Regions from separate parts of the Tachysurus vachellii genome. Here region 1 is linked to region 2. Evidence: chromatin contacts called from public Hi-C data. All regions are on one chromosome and are shown on one strand. Each heading gives the region's core, a stretch centred on a gene start, on an enhancer-like site or on the middle of the called end of the contact. The rest is flanking DNA. Distances are from core to core; before and after follow the strand shown.

What was found. Hi-C and Micro-C count contacts between places; a contact is called where the count stands out from the background.
Region 1: a contact with region 2 is called in a Hi-C map of blood, with 6 times the contacts expected there. The contact joins the promoter of fam171a2a here to the promoter of phb in region 2. A contact is called at or near these places in 2 of 3 Hi-C or Micro-C datasets (blood and muscle).

The regions. Positions count from the first base shown.
Region 1 is chr18:6,864,817-6,867,551 of HZAU_Pvac_v1, reverse strand. fam171a2a (family with sequence similarity 171 member A2a) reads right to left here and starts at 1,292. Exons shown (of 8, transcript XM_060893226.1): 1 at 1,103-1,292. The coding sequence starts at 1,193. itga2b (integrin, alpha 2b) reads right to left here. Exons shown (of 30, transcript XM_060892820.1): 30 at 2,185-2,735. The coding sequence ends at 2,648.
Region 2 is chr18:6,556,744-6,559,471 of HZAU_Pvac_v1, reverse strand. It overlaps phb (prohibitin), which reads left to right and starts at 1,369. Exons shown (of 7, transcript XM_060892702.1): 1 at 1,369-1,453.

The DNA.
Region 1 (2,735 bases), core at 43-2,542, 310 kb before region 2:
CGCTTGGATATGAACGTGTTGGATGATGTTAAATCAAAGTACAAAGACGAACAAGACGGTTTCATGACGATCCATAACGAAAGCTTGTGTGAAGCTTTAGGAAGGTTAAAATCAGGATATTTAATCATGTTACACTTTTAACCATTTAAAAACATACACAAGTTTTCAAGAGCTTTTCAACTGAGTTGAATTCTGAACTGAAAGTATTGTGAAGTAGTTTACTTGAGTTTGGACACATTTTATGTCAAAAATCTTATTTGATTTTTCGACTCTTGGTCTTTACAAACTAATTTGCATTTTATTAACAAGTCATAGAATTGTAATTGTTATTTATTTTCAAATCATTTTCAATTTAAAGCCCAATGACTCAGACACTTTTAAAGCATTTTGTTTATTTTCACATTCGTAATTTTACATACTAATGCAAAAATAAAATGGTTTTACATTAATTTACTAGCCAGTGGTCCACATTGGACTACTAGAATGCTCTGATTCAATAAAAATCATTAAGTGCAAGTAAATTCAGTGGTTGAAGTGGCTTGTAATGTCACTGTAAGCAAGTTAAGCTAGTGGGTCAGTTTAGTTACAGAGGAGAAGGTTGTGTGTTCAAATCCCAGCACCACAATACTGCAATCTTCGTGTCCTTTTAAACAAGGCCCTTAACCTTCACATGAGTTGAACTGCATCAAAAAGTCTTAGCCAAATGATCAGATCTACAGGATTATTGTGTTCTTTTGTGCTATGTATAGATGTCTAGAAGTTTACTGTAAATCCATGTTGTTTGCTGTTTGCTCTACATTTTTACACTGCATGCAGGGATGTAAGTCAGTTCTACAAAATGAAATCAAATCTGTGATTGATAGATGATCATGAAAAATCTGACCCTCACCCAGAAGCTCAGATGAACAACATCCTGAACCCTGTTTAAAGTCAAGCTCCGAGGAAGCATTTTTATTTAAATGATCTTAACTTTAATCCACAACAAAGTTCATGCGTAATTCCTGAGTTCATTCAAGATCAAAAATGGCTCTCGGTGTTCGCGCACACACCGCGTTACCGATACAAGACCCGAGATCTCAGAAAGTGGAGCTGAACAACTCACCAAATGCTCCACGCTGCGCTGCGGATTTCAGCCAAACGCCGCACAACAGAAGCGTAAAGGCGAAGATTCGGGAAATCCGCGGCGGCGGCATTCTTACAGCAACATCACAGAAGTGCCCGAGGCGCCCATTCGTCCATGTTTACTTCTCTGGATGAGGCACAGAGAAGTGCTGGTCCGGAGATGCCCACTCTGCCCCCTTCCCTTCCCTTCCCTTCCCTTCCCTTCCTTTCCTTTCCCTTCCTTTCTCCGCGCCTCTATTGTCCTGTGCGGGGAGGGAGGTTGTGCGCGCGCAGACGTTCAGGAGCAGGCAGGCGCGCTCCCGTACTCTCACGCGCCCTCTGCTGTTAAATTCCTAATTGTTTTAATAGCTTTACTGTCTAATTTATACAGTACATTCTTCTTATGTGAAATTAATCCGAGTTATTTTATTGTACAGTAAAACGAATACGAACCTTTTTTGAAATATACAAGGCTCAGCTAACTTACTTGGTAGCTTAATGGTTAAGGCACTGGACTCCCAATCAAAAGGTTGTGAGTTCGAGTCCCACGACTGACAGGCTGACACTGTTGGGCCCCTGAGTAAGGCCCTTAACCCTCAGGGCACACATTACACACACTCAAATGTAAGTCGCTCTGGATGAGAGCGTGCGTATGCTCAATGCTATAAATGTAACTTAAAGGTGTGAGAAGTTTTTCGCTGTGCATGTAGAACCTTATATAGGGTTTTCATGGTTGAAGATAACACCTTCATGTTTTAGTTGCTAATGAATCTCTACACCATTTACTTTGAAGATATCAACATTTGTGTGAGTGTGTGCTACTCCCTAAGTCATAAGAGCTATTAACCACTACTGGGGAGTGACATGACAAAAATTCAGTAGTGTCATTTTATCGGCCTTGTATATAAAAAGATATACAATTTCATACGATACACATAATGACATTTCATGTAAGTGTGCAGTTTTCCCTTCATTATTACAAGTAACAAATATATATGAGTGTAATATTAAAAAAAATGTATATGTAAAGTGTGAATATTAATATTAATATGAAAATGTTTTTAAAAACAATGACTTGGAAAATTGAGTTCAATATTGTTTTATTGGTTGTTCTGTGAGAAGAGTTACTGTTACCATCACAAAGTTGATTATTTTCAAGTAACAGCACATCCTGAAGTGTTTCATTCTTGTTATACTACATCAGTTTGCCAACACTAACTAATTTAGCCTCTGACTATTATTACAGACTCAAAAACATAAAAAAAAAACCCAAAACATGTCCACCATACTGCATATGTTGTTATTACTAAAATGCATTACAATGATCACATTGATATAAATCTGTGATTTGCATTGGGATTATATCTACTGTCTGAGCTGAGGGTATAGAAATTTAATGAATTAAGATTCTGACGAATCAGAATGGAGAATTCAGCAACATCGTGGGGAAAAAACTTGGCAACATGCAGGGTTCACACACTTTTGAACAGCAGCCCACACATTACACAATAAAATGTACCATTTGGTAAAAAGCTTAGTATTTTCTTTAATCATTTTCAGGACTAGTGTTTGAGACATCTGCATATTGTGATTCTTCTTCTCTCAGCTTATGACTTGTGTCGTCGCTGTCATCG
Region 2 (2,728 bases), core at 120-2,619:
TTCCTTATCCTCATTATTAATTTGGCTGCACCTGTCCAGTGACGGATAGTTGTGGTTCCATGATCTTTTTTCCTGCGTATTTAATAAACCGATTGTACTGAAAGATGCTGAAGGTCCTTGCTATTGCTCTGAAGCCTTTTCCATTTGACTGTTTAATAATAATCCCTGAGAAGGTCACTAAATCTCCACTATAACTATTAAAATCAAAAAACTAATTTTTGTTGTTTTATTTTTTAGTTATGTATTTTATTTAGTTTTTATTTGTTTTTTATTTTATTTGGGTTTTTTCTAGAATTTTTTTTAATGATTTTTTTTTTAATTATTTAATTGTTTAGGCAAAAGTAGGTCACAATGTAAAACTTCCTGAGATGGCATCAGGAAGAAAACTTGAGAGGAACAGGATTTAAGAGGGAAGTCATCCTCTTTTAAGTGACATCAGATACTTGAAAGAAGTCTGCTTTGTTTCATCCTTTAAAACCACCAGCTGTTGTGTTTAACATGGTATTTAACACTGGTGGTTCGATGACTCCTCTTGGTGCACAGCCACTGCTCATCTCCAGACTCTCCAGATCAGAGTGTAGCGATCATCTCAAAACCACTTCCTAGTAACCCATAGGTAAGTCGATTCCTCATTCTTCATGTGGTTTATATGTCTGAATATGTGAAGATATTCTTTTAGGTGGGTCTGTGATCCATTAAACTCGGATCCAGTGATCCAGTAGTGATCCGATTTTATTTTTATCTGTATTTTACAGTTTTTCTTTGACTATATTTTCTTCTTTATGGTTAGCATAAGAAAGTGCTAAAAATCTGATCCTTTGTATGTCAACCCTTGACCCTGACCTTGAGGATTCCAGGGCTTTAGCTGGTCAGGTTGATCGAAATGAAGATGAAGATGAAGATCTCCTGGAGATGATGCACTCCTTGTGATGGGATGCTCACACAGCCTACCATTATTGCTTTACAACAATTATCAGAAATTAAGAAACATCCTGTGCATGTATTTGTGTGTTCCTGGATGGAGAATTCAGCAATAGGCCCCCTGACACCTTGAAGGCACCTTCGATTTCTACCTGCACTTCACATTTTGACCAGCAGATGCCACTAGCGTGCACTGTGCTGAATAGTCTCAAGTAACGTTACTCCTCTTTTTCCTCTTTATCAGCTGAAAAGAAAGCTTCGTTACTTCAAAATGCATATTATTATATTATTAAAACCATAAAATCAATCCTATTACTTCGATTTCAGAGATTATTTACGATATATTTACGCATCGAGTTCAGAAATACCGACAGCGTTTAAGCGAACCAATACCTTCTTTCCGTACTCATAGGTCGAGCTGCGCTGTATCCAATCAGAATGCTTGTTATTTATCAGTCTTGCGCATGCTCACAAAGCACACGCGTTCATGTGTTCGCTACAGTGGAGGTCACAGTGAGTCGTCAGAAGCTTGGTAAGTTTTCACGTTGTGACAGAATAGAAAGCTTTCCGTCCTTAATTAAACTTTTATTATTATTAATTGCATGTGGCATAGAATAATAACAATAAGCTCTGCTGACATGAATAAAAAGGTTAAGAGATGTTTTGTTATGCTAATGGTGTAAATGTTAGCTAACACCAAGTTCGGCTAGTTACATGTCAGGCAGGTTAGCTTCAGATGGCGCGAGGCTTTATTACAAAAATGAGAGAAATTAGCTTCTTGTTTTTTTGTTTTTTATTATTATTATTATTATTATTATTATTATTATTATGTATCTTTAGTTTGTTTCCAGAATGAAGATAAACATGTGCTTTGTCCTCAGTAGAATAAGCCTCTTAATGGTGCTCACGTTTTTCTCCACAAACCTACCTTTCGTTTTCATCTACATCAGTCATGACTCTAAATGCACTTGTCTAGTCCTCCCATTAAATCAGAATCAGAAAGCGCTTTATTGCCAGGTCTGTTTTAACATGCAAGGAAACTGTTTTAGTGACAGAAGCTCCACAGTGTAACAGAATGACATATACAATATATACATTTGTATGTACTAATGTACAAGTGTGAAATGTGCAATAGAAATATAAATAGTATGAGTTGTAAGTAAATAGTGTGTGAGAATAGTGTTGTGTGTTCCGCGTATGTTAAGTGTTCATCAGATGGATTGCCTGAGGGAAGAAACTGTTCCTGTGTCTGGTCGTTCTGGTGCTCAGGGCTCTGTAGCGTCAACCAGATGGCAACAGTTCAAAGAGGGAGTGTGCTGGATGTGAAGGGTCCAGAGTGATTGTCTTTGCCCTTTTGCTCACTCTGGAGAAGTACAGGTCATGGAGAGTGGGGAGTGTTGTGCCAGTGGTTCGCTCAGCAGTCCGGACTACCCTCTGTAGTCTTCTGAGGTCAGATTTGGTAGCTGAGCTGAACCAAACAGTAATTGAGGTGTGGAGGATGGAGTCAATTATGGCAGTGTAGAACTGCAAATCCTGTGGCAGGTTGAACTTCCTCAGCTGGCGAAGGATGTACAACCTCTGCTGAGCCTTTTTCACAATGGAGTCTATGTGAATGTCACTTCAGGTCCTGGGAGATTGTGGTTCACAGGAATCTGAATGACTCCACTGCTGTAACAATGCTGTCCATGATGGTGAGTGGGGGGAGTGCAGGGGGGTTTCTCCTGAAGTCCACTATCATCTCCACTGTCTTGAGCGTGTTCAGCTCCAGGTTGTTAAGACTGCACCAGATAGACAGCCGTTCGACCTC